Linked DNA regions of Sus scrofa: region 1 is linked to region 2. The links are chromatin contacts, called in public HiChIP or PLAC-seq maps. All regions are on one chromosome and are shown on one strand. The core of a region is the stretch at or near the end of the contact, and the rest is flanking DNA. Distances in the headings are between cores, read along the strand shown.

Region 1 (6,812 bases), core at 2,842-5,341, 130 kb after region 2:
ACTTGAGCATGACTTTGGACTAGCTCATTTATAAAACCCTACAACTCCATGGTTCCATATCTAATTACTACCCAGTATGTTAATTATTCATTGAATCTCTGTTCCCCAACGATTGGGAGGCAAGGACTATCTTACTTATCTAAAAGCATCAGGCCCACAATACACACTTAATATATTTTCTGAATGAATCAATGAATGAATGAAGATTCCCACACATTAGAAGTAAACTCCAGGAGGTTGGGGCCATTGTTTAGCTCATTATTCTATCCCTAGCCACTACCTCTGACATGTAATGGACACTAAATAAATATTTTTAATTAGTTAAATTGTAACATCTGCAAAGTTTCTTTTGCTTCTGCTTCAAATCTCATTAGCCGTCTCTCTTTGAGTTGCCTAGAGTGTTATTGAGAGTTGGGGAGGGAGGGACAAGATTCTCGGGCTGGGAGAGATCTGTCCAGTAGACGATTAGGAAGTGCTGAAAGTGACAGAATCAAGTAGGAGTGCCGCAATCAGCTGTGCAATTAACTCTGCCGCAAATTGCGGTAGGGACAACACTTGGGTCAAAACTAAGAAAAGCAGTGGCCTGCAATACACAGATGTGGCACTGGACAAAAAAGTACCAAATAGTAGAAGATACGAAAAGGAGACTCGAAGGAAAAATAGAAGACAGCTGACAGGTTCTAGGGCTTAGGATACCTGAAGGTGAACAGTTTGTCTACACTTTGGGAGGCGATGAGTGGCGATGGGTCAGGGGTTGAAAGAAAGAACTGAGTGAAAACAAGGAGCGTCACCGCAAAAGGACCTCGAAGGGCGTGTGGCAGCACTCACCACCTCCCCCTGCTCCGCGGACTTGTACACTCCAGACACCATCTCGTTATGCAGAAGCAAAAACAACGCCTCGTCCGCCATTTCCTGCTTATTCTTCCAAGCACCGACTTTCGGCTCCCGTTTGGGACGGGCTCAGGGGTTCCTGCTAGTGCCTGAGCAGTTTGGCCTGCACGGCCGCTCCTTCAGTCCGCCTCTCGTTCCTCGTTGCTAGGAGACGAGGAATTCAATCAGCTTCCCGAAGACTGTTACTGCAGTGAGCCTGGTTCCGGGGCGAACGCACCCCAGGGCCACCAAGCCCCCGGGCTGAACTAGAGCGTCTGACAGGACCGGGAACCAAAACCGACGAAGATGCGATCCGGCCCCTGGGCGGGGGGCGAAAAAACAACTTCCGGTCCCCTCTACCCCGGCATTCCGCCAACTCTATGGTTACAGTTTCTTCCCGGGGTTGAACTGAGGGCTCCCAGATAGAGGAAGGCTTCTTCCTGTTACTACGTAGTAGGCGGCCGGCGAGGAAGGTGGTAAAGTGAGACTGGAGGAGCTCCTGCTGCCATCTTTGTGTTAGTTATGTTAGAACTGACAAGAGTTTCTACTAGCTTAATCAAAAGTTTTCATTTCTGCCGCATGTTCCTTAATAGGAAAAGTCGTAAAAAGAGTAAGTCATCATTTTGGGGGCTATAAATACTAGATATATTGAGAAATTATTCCTGTCCATTTTGGATTAAGCCTGGATATACAAAAAGATTTAGAAGCCATTAGGAAGTTTACTGGGAGTAGGTACAAGGGACGAGAGGAATGGAGAACGCAAAGAAATGCTAATTTGAATAAGAAAATACAAATTAGGAGTTGCCCTCCTGGCTCAGTGGAAATGAATCTGATTAGTATCCGTGAGGACTCAGGTTAGATCCCTGGCCTCGCTCAGTGGGTTAAGAATCTGGTGTTGCCGTGAGCTATGGTGTATGTTGCAGACACGTCTAGGATCCTGCATTGCTGTAGCTGTGTTGTGGGCTGGAAGCTGTAGCTCCAATTAGACCCCTAGCCTGGGAACCTCCATGTGCCACGGGTGCACCCCTAAAGGCAAAAATATATACATATATGTGTATATATGTGTGTGTGTGTGTATATATATACATATAGGCAGCTTACTAAGGTTGGTTTTTCTCTCTTTTTTTTTTTTGACCGCCCTACAACATACGGATTTCCCTGGCCCTCTGTGCCAGCCCAGGGATCCAGAGTCCTGGCGCTGCTGGGATGCCACGGATCCTGTTGCAGCACAGCGTGAACTCCAAAGTTCATTTCTCAGATCATAATAACATAGTTTTCTTTGGATATTTTGGAGCCTAGACGGGAAACTAATATTTATTGAGCATTTGTAAATGTTGAACATGGCATTCCACTGATGGGCCCCCATAAGTCAGACCATGTTAAACTTTCCAGGATCTTAAAAATAGATCCTATGGAAATAGGAATATATCCTACTTTTTTGGATAACTCTAAAAGCATCTTCCCATGGAAACATTGTTATACTTCGTGATTAAGATCTACTATTACCACATTCTCATGCTTCCTACACAGGATTGTAATAAGAATCAATAAGACTAAGTATGCTTATAATCAGAATCAAATAGTTATCAACACTCATCCGTCTTGGCAGCTCTAATTCTTTTTTTGTATAGCACTTAACCCATTTCTACCATTTTATGTAATTTACTTATGCTTATCGTCTGTCTCCACTCTTCCTGCCACCAAGCTCCTTGAGGGTATATATCTCTATTGTACACTGACTTATCCACAAACCTAGCACATAGCAGTCACTCCATAAATGTTCAATGACTTAATGAAAACATGAATGATATTTGCTCCATGAAAATCCTACAAACTACATGGAAGCAAGAACCACAGCTATCTTGTTCTATGCTTTTTCTTCGAAGCCTAGCTTAACACAGCTTTTAACGACTGTTGGTATGAAGTAAAATGGTAACTCGGGTTAAATACTTTTGGCCTGCTTCGTGCAAGGATGCACTGGCTGATGGATAAAGGATGAGAACACAAAGATTATTCATAACATTGCTTCCGTAGGAAAATGCTTTCTTCCTTTTTTTTTTTTTTTTTTTTTTTTTTTTTTTTTTTTTTTTTTTGCCTTTTCTAGGGCCGCTCCTGCGGCATCTGGAGGTTCCCAGGCTAGGGGTTTAATCGGAGCTGTAGCCACCGGCCTACACCAGAGCCACAGCAACGCGGGATCTGAGCCGGGTCTGCAACCTACACCACAGCTCCCGGCAATGCCAGATCCTTAACCCATTGAGCAAGGGCAGGGATCGAACCCGCAACCTCATGGTTCCTAGTCAGATTCATTAACCACTGCGCCACCACGGGAACTCCCGAAAATGCTTTCTGAGATGCAGTTTTCAAATATATTTCTGGAACAAAACCGGTTCTCAGGTCAGCAATAGGGGTAAAGCAGAACCAGAAGGTGGAGGACACAAACAATAGGGCTACTCTCCCGGACCCTGTCTTAAACCAACGAGCATTAGGCCGGGTGTAGAAGCTAATGCCTGCCTCGCCATCGCTTTTTTCTTGTAGTACATCCTTGCCCAGGGTCTGATCATAGGAAGACCCCAGGCCGGCATGACCTAGGGACAATTACAGTATCTCCAGACTCAACTTCCGTATCAGTAATAACAGAGATTTTATTTAAGCTTTTGGTTTGTGGGGGACAAGGCACATAAAGTGTTTCACGGTGTAGAGAACAAAGTAAATGTTATCTATTACGATTAATAATCTTTCCGTCTTCATTCTTTGCTTTGCGGTGCTCTTTACGGTTTAACCTCATTAAGGGAGCCGACCCGCCCACCCCCTCTCTGGGCATGCGCACCAACAGAATGGCCGCACCCTGTCCTTAGAAAATCATTTACCGGGGAAGATGGGAAAATAGACTCGCTTCCGCTCTACTCTAATGCGATTAGGTGGTAAAATGAAAAAAGGCACGTCATATACGGGTTAAAAGGGCTAGAAAGCTCCGCTCTCCTGGCCAAACGAGCACGGCCGCAAGCGCACGTCTCGGAGGACCTAGGGACTCTCAAACCCGCCCCGACTCTGCGCTAGAAGCGGAGCCCAGCCACCCGCGGCTAACTGGAGAGGGAGACAACCGCCTGGTCGACTTTTCATTGGCCCGGAGTCTCAAGGGCCGGCAGCTTCTCCCCCTTCCGGTTGCTGAATGGTTAAGGCCGAAATACAACTCCTATTGTCATTGGCTGAGGCCAGCTGTCAGTCCTCTCGCGTTTCGCGGCGCGACACAGCCAGGCGCGGCCTGTAGAGCAGTCTCGAAGCCTGCCGCAGGGAGAAGATGGCGGTCGCAGTGAGAACTTTGCAGGAGCAGCTAGAAAAGGCCAAAGAGAGCCTAAAGAACGTAGATGAGAATATTCGCAAGCTCACCGGGCGGGATCCGAATGACGTGAGGTAAAGGGCGGATAGGAAATTGCCGTCTCCGAAATGCAGTCGTGAAGCCGGGGTGAATTGGGGGCGGGGAGAGCGGTCAGCCCTGAGAAGGCTGGAACATCGAGGCCTGTTCCCGGGGCAGCAGTAGAATCCCGTCCTCCGTGAGGTGGGAGTTTCCGAGACCGCCACCCTAAGTCCTGGGGCTCAGGTGTGAGGAGCGAGAGCGGGGCCGGGGTGCGTCGGAATGGTTTCCTGTCCTGAGGGAAGGCCGGGACTGCCGATTCCCGCCCTCGGCCCTGTAGGCCCGGAACTGCAGCACAAAGCCTTTCTCCTCCTGGGGCCGCCTGACTCGGCACTGGTCCGGAGACCCTCCCGGGACGCTGTCCCCCGCTTCATGCAACTTCCTCTGGGGTGGCGAAATTCGGGCCTGACCCCAGCTTGTTAATGTGTACTGGCAGCGAGGTAAATACAATTTCGGTGGTACTGATCTTGGAAAAACAAGGAAGTTAATGCAGTACTTCCTGTCCTGTTTGAAACACGTGGATTTGAAACCGTCAGATTAGAACGTTCCTGGTTATTTTCTTTTGATGATGAACCTCATCCTTAAGGTGTTTGGTGCTGTTAGATACGATTTTTGTACTGATTTGTAAATATTTTGTAGGCCCATCCAAGCCAGATTGCTGGCCCTGTCTGGTCCTGGTGGAGGTAGAGGACGTGGTAGTTTATTGCTGAGGTAAGATTTCCTTAGGATTTAATTCACATGTTAAGACTGTTGGTACTTACTATACTAACTAAATTAAGGCATCGGTTTAAACAAATTTTGTGGTAGAGTCAACGTTAGAGATATTTCCGTAGTTTGAAGATGTGATGAGCTGTATGTAGTTTTCTGTATAGTTATCCAGGAACTTTACACTCCAAACTAGAGATTGAAGTGACTGTACCAGTTATGTGCAAACAATTTATTCCCATAGGTTTTTGTTTTTTTTTTTTTGTTTTTTGTTTTTTTTTTTTTCTTTTCAGGTCCATACCCATGGCATATGGAGGTTCCCAGGCTAGGGGTCCAATTGGAGCCACAGCTGCCAGCCTACACCACAGCCACATCAGATCCAAGCTGCACCTGCGACCCACACCACAGCTCACAGCAACGTCAGGTCCCCAACCCACTGAACGAGGCCAGGGATCGAACCCGCAACCTATTGATTCCCAGTCAGACTCGCAGCCGCAGTGCCACAACAGGAACTCCTATTCCCATAGTTGTAAAAGAAGCGCTATAAAAGCATTTGGGGATAAATGACCATTTAAGATTACTTTATTTATTTATTTATTTTTAAGCAAGCAAAGTTTTTTGGGTTTTTGTTTTTGTTTTTTTTTGGTCTTTTTGCCATTTCTTGGGCCGCTGCTGAGGCATATAGAGGTACCCAGGCTAGGGGTCTAATCAGAGCTATAGCCACTGGCCTACACCAGAGCCATAGCAACGTGGGATCCAAGCCGAGTCTGTGACCTACACCACAGCTTACTGCAACGCTGGATCCTTAACCCACTGAGCAAGGCCAGGGATCAAACCTGCAACCTCATGGTTCCTAGTCAGATTCGTTAACCACTTCACCACAATGGGAACTCCAGCAGAGTCTTTATTAAAGGAAAGTAAATAGCAGTTCCTGTCGTAGCACAGCAAAAACGAATCTGACTAGAAACCATGAGGTTGAAGGTTCCATCTCTGGCCTTGCTCAGTGGGTTAAGGAACCATGAGCTGTGGTATGGGTCGCAGATACAGCTCAGATCTGATGTTGCTGTGGCTGTGGCTTAGGCCAGCAGCTGTAGCTCCCATTCAGCCCCTAGCCTGGGAACCTCCATATGCTCTAGGTGCAGCCCAAAAAGCAAAACAAATAAAAAAAATAAAGCAAACAGCTCCCAGGGTTGTTGGGAAGGGGGAGAAGAGCCCCTAAGGTTACTTTAATTAGGAGGGTTTTTGTTTTTGTTTTTTTTAATTTGTAACTAAATTCTGTTCCCTAAATGGAAATACTCTCTCATATAAATACATTTACGTGTTTATAATGTTGGACATTTATATTGCAGGCGTGGATTCTCAGATAGTGGAGGAGGACCCCCAGCCAAACAGAGAGACCTTGAAGGGGCAGTCAGTAGGTATGTTGAATGAAAAGATTCTGAAAGCAAACTTGTATGTTTCACTTTCTGAGGTAGCATAAATATTTATTAAATATTGTTGTGTAAGGGCTCTATTAGAATTGAGTAGTATACCCTTTCCCGAGTCTGTTCCCTTGGTATCTGATGGAACTGAGACAGCCAATATCACTTAAAACTCAACTTTTCACTAACAATAACAGCAGTTTTAACAAAGGTCATGAGAAGAATAAGATTGGGAAAATACTCAATTTGTACTATTTTTCTGTCTTTTACTACAAAAACTTAACCATCTTGAGAGGTAAAAGAGATCAAAGTTTTTATTGCTCCTTCTAAATTCTCTTTCCTTTGTCAGGCTGGGCGGGGAGCGTCGGACTCGGAGAGAATCACGCCAAGAAAGCGACCCAGAG
Region 2 (7,290 bases), core at 2,378-4,877:
TTATTTAATCGCCCTGTTTTTATAACAAATTTTTCAATAGCATAATCTAAATGATTAGAAAAGATGGGGTTTATATCATTAATTTCTACAAAGGTTTTACCTTTTTAAAAATCTAATAAACTGTTTACCCCATTTCTCTCATGCATTATGCACCACTAAGGGAAAAAAAACTGTTAAAAAGCCTTGTGTTAAGACAGTGAACCTGCTGATGTTTAAACTATAACATGATTTTTTTAGACTTAATCACATAATTTGCTGGCTTAGACCTTTAACTCTACCTATACTGTAAGTGTTGGGTTTCTATCCTACAATTTTTTCTCCCCACCTACACTTTTTGCTCACAAATCTATTACTGTTAACCCAGAATTCAATAATGAGCTTAAGACACAAATTCAGTGCCTACTGGCTATTTACATCTGATAGAAGTATAATCACCCAAACTCAACATGTCATAAATTGAATTCCTCTTTTTTGACAAAAATAAAAATTCCACTCCTCCCTCATATTGATCACCTCAGTGAAAGGCACATGCTAGAAATCTAAATCTGATCCTCTAAGAACCCTCTCCCCAATCCCAAATCTAATGAAATTACCAAATCCTATCCATTCTCAAAAGCCAAAGATCCACCACCATTATGTACTCTCCTGACACCTTTAGTCTACCTTCAATCCACCCTTCTCAAATAGATAGTGATCTTTTAAAAATATAAATCTGATCCTTTCAGCCCCTTATTTTAAATCCTTCAATAACTTACTTAATAAATATTATAATCTCTATCAAAGCTAATCACTCCATGGAAGCTCAAAGGTTCAATGAGAAATTCAGTTTATCCTTTTTTGCAGGTTCACAAAAGAACCATCAGGAAATTTTTTTAAATCCTGAAAATTACTTAAAACTTATATATATATATATATATATATATATAAGTTTCCCTGGTAGATCAGCGGGTTAATGATCCAGCATTGTCACTGCTGTGGCTCGGGTCACTGCTGTGGCATGGGTTCAATCTCTGGCCGGGGAACTTCCGCCTGCCATGAGCATGCCAAATAAAATAATAAATAAATAATAAAAAAACACACACATAGCAGCTGATACATTTAAGAGAAAAGCATGCAGCAATGTTAATAAAACCAAAGACTGAAAATAACCTCAAGACTACCAAAATGATATACTATCCAGCCAGTAAATGAGGCACTTCCAAATGTACAACCGTTGAGTGATCTCTAGGATCTATTATTAAATGGGGGTGGGGGGAGAAGGGTAGGGGGAAGCTATATACATTCCATCTAGTACACAAGCATTTGTGGTGTTTTAAGAACATAAATACACGAGTTCCCTCGTGACCTAAGTAGGTTAAGGATCCAGCGTTGTCACTGCTACGGTACAGGTCACTGCTGTGGCACAGATTCAATCCCTGGCCCAGGAACTTTTGCCTGCTGCAGGTACAGCCAAAAAAATATATATATTTTTACACACACACACATAAGTGTGTAGACCTGTATGCTAGAAATATCGCAAGAACAACACACACAAAGATGGAAATAGTGGTTGTTTCTAAGGAGGGAAAATGGATGGTTGGAAGATACAGGGAAAAGAGAAACTTTTTACTACATACTCTTTTGAACCTTTTGATTTTTATACTATGTCTAATTATGACCTATAATTTTAATATGATTTTCTCCTTCCTCGGTTCCACATACAAAAAATAAAAAATTTTAAAGTACTGACTACAAAAACCTCTCTATACTTCATCCCTATACCAACGTTAAAATTATGCAGTGATCATCTGGTGTAAAATTACATTTCCTTCTTGACAGCTCAGGAGTTCAACAAACTATGTTTTACTGTTTAACTACTGCTAATAAGGCTGTTGATAATGACATTGGTGAACACTGCAATGATAACTGTACCTGCCTCTTGAAAAAGCAAGTCAGCAGCACCAGGTAGCAGAATTTTATTATTAAACTGACATCAAAATCTTCAGAAATTAAGGAAAACTACAAATCTTACTTTCCCAGCAAATTCTAAAACAGCAAATTCAAAAAAAAAAAAAAAGTATCTTGCTATCCTTCAAAAGCAGTGCAAAAGAGCTGTAAAAATCTACAAGAAGGTGAAACAAATGATACCACATGGAGACATTCATTACTGTTGTGTTAATTAACCCTTCCAGAAGTCCCTAAAATGTCAGATCTGTACTACCCCACACATTCTACAGAAGATGAGAAGCAGGCTGTGTGACCTTACAATAGCACACACCGCCTGCCCTGGGCTTCCATGATCTTCCATCTCCCTCTTTCTAAAGCCCGGAGACTAAACCTCCAAACATGAGTGTCAATTGGTCCCCTTAGCCCCGCTGGGGGGAAAACACTAGGCTAAGCAAAATGCCTTCAGGATTTCACGGCAAAGCCCTTTCAACCAAAGAAAGGATCACGACCTCGGAGAAAGATATTAAGGTCTGCCTAAGGAAAGGAGGTCTAGAAGAAGAGGCCGCTGCTGGTGTCTAAAGAGGAGCTGACACCAGATTTCTTGGGAAGTAAGAGCATCATGAAATAGACTATCTGAAAGACGAGTTGAGTAAGGGAAGAGCTTCAGCTAGGCGGTGAGCAGGTCCGCTAGGAAGAGGAGTGGGCAGCGATGGATCTGCCTTGGAGCTGGGGGTCGCAATGGGTTTAGAGGGCAAGCGTAAACGGATCTGAGGAACTGTGATTGGGTCAGCTCACAGGAGGATGCAACAGTCTCGAGGCCCCATTTAAGAGTACTACGAGAGTCCGAAGAGGGTTCTAGTGGGGTGTGATGGGGTGAGAGGCCCGAGACTAACACCAGGAGAGGTTGGAGCGCCGGAATGGTGCCTGGCCAAAGGAATACACGATGGGTGGGGTCCACTGGGTACCCGGGGCAGCGATCGGGTGTCAGGGAGGCTCCAGCGCAGACTAGCTCGCGGGGCGTCTCCGCTGGGGCGGGGCGGGGCGGCCCCGCAGGAGCCAAAGAGAGAGACCGAGACGTGGGCCGGGCTGGGCGGCAGGGCCGCTGGGCGGCTTGGGCGGGTCTTACCTCGGGCTCCGCCGCGGTGGCCACCGCAGCCCCCTCCTCTTCGGCGGAAGCCGCCTCCCAAACTCGGCCCCAGGGTCAGGCCGGAGGAGACAGCAGAGGCCAAGATCACCAAGGGTCGGACGGCTCCGGGAGGGTGGGCCCAGCTGCCTTAGGGTCCGGGCGAGCGGCCGCCGCGCATCCCCCGCCCTGTCAGAGAGACTCCGCCCGGCCTGGGCAGGCACATCCCCGGCCGCACCCGCCCTGAGACCACGCGTTCAGTCGCCGCCTCAACCGCTACTGCCGCCTCTGCGGGTGTCGCGGGTGCCTCCACCGCCGCCTCTCACCACCCTTGCTGTTCACTCAGCAGCCACAGTCAACCGCCACCACGTACCAGTCCGCTCGGGCCCGCGCGCCCCCGACCCCGCGCACGCGGCCCCGCCCCGCACGACTCCTCAGCTGCAGAAGAGCAAGCGCGCGCGCACTTACCTCCCACGCCCCCTACCGCCCTCGGGAGCCAGCCTGCTCGCCCGACTCCGCCCCCGCACGTGATGCCGCCAGCAAGTACAGCATGCGCTTGCGTGGACACGCCCCATTTCGTCCGCTTCAGGCGGCCCCGCCCAAACTTTTCTTCCTCACCTTACGGCAGAGTTGGGAACTCTGCCTTAGGTTTTATCTCTTCTAGAGAGGGATGTCGCAATGTTGGGCTAGAAAACTCTGGGTTTACGACTGCAGCTCTCGCTTTCCGGCCAATACCGAGGTGCCTGAAGGCTGGCTGGGGAGGTGAGGCCCGAGGCAGGTAAGAAGCCTCCTCCCCACTTCGGTTTGTCGGTCGGTGTGTCTGGGCAGGAGATCGTTTTGCCGCCCACGCAGTTCTAGCGTCTCCACACCCACTCCCCAATTCTGGCTCAAAATTCTTAGCGCCGCCTCCTTAGCGCCCCCCCCTCCCGCCCCCGTTTCCACACACACACGCCCTTTCCCCAGCATTTCCCCGCCCCGGACCTCCGTTTCCTAGTACTTCTTTCTTTTCATCCCTCAGACTTTTTACTGAGCACTTTCCGTGCATTAGACTCCAGAAAGTCAGAAGCAAATGAAATAGTCTCAAGTGTTTCGAAGTATGTTGGAGACGATGAGAGAATCCTCCGTGATAGTAAAGTAAAATTATAATAGAAAAAAAAAAAAAAGCACAAGGTATTCTTTGAGCGTAGAAGAGGGACCACCTGATTGTGTATGACTTGAGGAAACCCTCTGGGTCACTCTTAATTTGTGTTAGAAAGCTAATGAGCAGTAGCTGGTTAAAGCGGTATAAGAGATAGAAGCAGAGGGAATGATGGGTACAAAAATATTTTTGACAGTACTGGCGCTGAAATAAAAAGAGGAATAGAATACAGTTAGCGAAAACCACGTGGCGTAAGTTACTCACTCTTTGAGTAATAAAGAGTTATAAAGTAATGAGGTGAGGGACAAGCGTGTGGGCCAGAACAGTGTTTTCTTTTAAGGTGGTTATGAAGTGTACCATAACCAAGATGTGGACAGTTTATGAGTGAGAGTGGGTAATTTACAGAACCAGGAGCGGTAGTGGAATTAAATCTTGTATGCACATTAGAGTCACCTGGGATTCTTTTAAAAAGTAAAACCAGGCGTTCCCATTGTGGCTCAGCAGTAATAAACCCTACTGCCCTCCATGAGGATGCAGTTGAATCCCTTCCGCCATTCAGTGGGTTAAGGATACAGGATTGCCATGAGCTGTGGTGTAGGTCACAGACACAGTTGGCATCTGGTGTGGCTATGGCATTGGCCAGCAGCTGCAGCTCCTATTCGATCACTAGCCTGGCAACTTCCATGTGCCACGGGTGCAGCTCCAAAAAGGAAAGAAAAAAGTAAAACAAATGAAGTTGCTCCACCTGAGGCCAATTAAACAAATCCAGGCATCAGTTTTGGTTGTTTTTGTTTTTTTAAAGTTCCTGAGGTGACTCCAATGCTGCAGGTTGAGAACCACCAAACTATAGCAAAGGAAAGTTTGGGAAGTAGGGGAAGGCAGAAGGTTGATGTAGTTGGCGCTGTAATGTTAAGTTGGGAGTCATTTGATGAGAGTTCAGGATGGCATGAGACCCTTGAAAGTTTTGAATAACTACTCTGGGTAATGGGAGGAGTCACTCCTGCTTTCTCTTTAGCACAGTTTCATCCTTCAGTCTTAATCAGGCCCATTTCGGTTACTGCTCTTTCCTCTGTCTTTTCCTTCTGTCCAAGTTTTATCAGCTGGGGATCCAGCCTTAGAGCTCAGGGGAATCCTCATTTCTATCCCCCACAAGATCAGAGTTAAGCCAATTGATGAGATTCAAAGACTGACTTCACTCCCATAGAGATTACTATATACAGTGCCTTGCCAATTTAGAATCTGCCTTTTATTATTTATTTCATCAACCATTTAAGTTAGGAATGAGAAAGATTTAAGTTTCAGCCCTATTAGGACTTCACAGTATTAGGGAAAACAAACCTTTAGAAGAATTCACTTGGCAGACAGATAAGGTCTGTATAAGGCAAAGCCCTAGCTAGTCCGTGCTACTGTATTAACTGTGGTTAATTAAAAAACTTGTCTATCTGCTACCAGATAAGAGAAGGTCACTATTGTCTAAAATACTAGGGTTTAGTATGAAAAGTAGGGGTAGGACGGAGATAAAGATGATAAAGTGGATGTGAACAGATAATGAACTTTGAATTCCATGCTCAAGTGTTTAGGTTATATTTACTATGAGCAATTAATAGGTCTAAATACCAAAAGTAAAAGTAATTTCTCTTGTGTCATGGACCACTTGGTCAGCCTGACCTGTGGATCCTATCTCAGAATAAGAATAATGTTTTTAAATATATAAAATAAAATACATAAAAACATAAGTGAGATCTTTTTCATTGAAAGTTTTAAAAATATTAAAACAGATAAGAGATGTAGTTACATATGTGCTTAACTACACATTAAATAATATTTGGCAGCAGGACTGATTTTGTATTTTCAAAACAATGATGAGTATAAATTGTATTTTGAGATACCTGTAAGATTTTAGGAGATTCCCTGGCTAGTGGTCAAATTAGAGCTGTAGCCTCTGGCCTACACCGCAGGCATGCCAGATCTGCAACCTACACCACAGCTCACAGCAACCCCTGATCCCACTGAGTGGGAGTAGGAGTTGAACCTGTGTCCTCATGGATACTAGTCAGATTCGTTTCCACTGAGCCATGACAGGAACTCCTAAATCTAAGGATTTTAAGTGAGAGCATGACAGATCAAATCTGTTTCAGAAAGATGCTTGAGCAAGGTTCACCTCTCAGCCTCTCTCTGGGAATAGAGAACTGGCTATTCTCTTTTCCTATGCCTTAGTTATAGTAACCAGTAGTAATCCACTGTTGCCTAAGAATTTGGGCCTACAAGAGAACTAAGCTTGTGGCTATATATGGGAGAAGTACAAGGAAATAAATTGGGAAAGATAGATTAGGGCTGTTTTTATGGAATTTATTTAATGCCATGCTGTAGTTAGTACTTAATTTGCTAGACAGTGGAGAAACACTAAATATTTAGAGCAAAATAACACAGTTCCATTTGGAAAATAAACTAGAAGTAATGTGTAGGTTAGATCATCAGAAGAGAAAATAGGAATGAAGAGACTAGACCAATAAATAATTGACATTTTTAAAAACTAAATTTTATCATAAAGTGATCTCTAAAAGAGTGCTGAATTTATTTCCACAGTGTGACTGACCAATCTAAAGAAAAAGATTGGAATAAATTACATACCTTTCAACAAGGATGTGCACACCAGGTAGAAGTTAATTAGCATTTTATGTGGTCACAAGGCTAGTGCATTCTATAATGTTAGAACTTCTGATAAGCAATGGCTTTACCACATATCTAAGTTCTTAGATGTTGCTAGTACCTTTCTTGGTTAAATTCCATCTACAACTTTAAGTCCTGACTTTGTAAGGTCAAAACTTCTCTCTCCTTGCCAATTCCTGAAACCTCTTGGGTGAGTAAAATGCACTAGTAAACAAAAAGGAAGTCCTCAAGGCCCATGTAACCCATCTCTTTGGAAACTGACCATTGCTAGACTATGTAAAACTCCCCAAATCCCAGCTAGTCCCCAAATTATGTGCTTTTTTTAACCATGTTATTCAGAAAAATCGAAGAATTATCCTCTGGCAAAGGGGGTTAAGGATCTGGTGCTGTCACTGCAGCAACTCGGGTTTGATCCCTGGCTCTGATACTTCCA

The links. HiChIP or PLAC-seq counts read pairs in DNA pulled down with a chosen protein or histone mark.
Region 1: a contact with region 2 is called in an H3K27ac HiChIP or PLAC-seq map of alveolar macrophages. The contact joins the promoter of PNN here to the promoter of SENP8 in region 2. A contact is called at or near these places in 5 of 47 Hi-C or Micro-C datasets (heart right ventricle, liver, skeletal muscle and 1 more) and 1 of 2 datasets of contacts at active chromatin or transcription factors (alveolar macrophages).

Annotation. Positions count from the first base shown.
Region 1 is chr1:169,721,558-169,728,369 of Sscrofa11.1, forward strand. PNN (pinin, desmosome associated protein) reads left to right here and starts at 4,092. Exons shown (of 9, transcript NM_001244231.1): 1 at 4,092-4,281; 2 at 4,922-4,993; 3 at 6,337-6,405; 4 at 6,758-6,812. The coding sequence starts at 4,169. It overlaps TRAPPC6B (trafficking protein particle complex subunit 6B), which reads right to left and starts at 1,225. Exons shown (of 6, transcript XM_013993366.2): 1 at 829-1,225. The coding sequence starts at 909.
Region 2 is chr1:169,593,189-169,600,478 of Sscrofa11.1, forward strand. SENP8 (sentrin-specific protease 8) reads left to right here and starts at 3,628. Exons shown (of 2, transcript XM_013992369.2): 1 at 3,628-3,827. It overlaps MYO9A (unconventional myosin-IXa), which reads right to left and starts at 3,583. Exons shown (of 44, transcript XM_021100912.1): 1 at 3,518-3,583.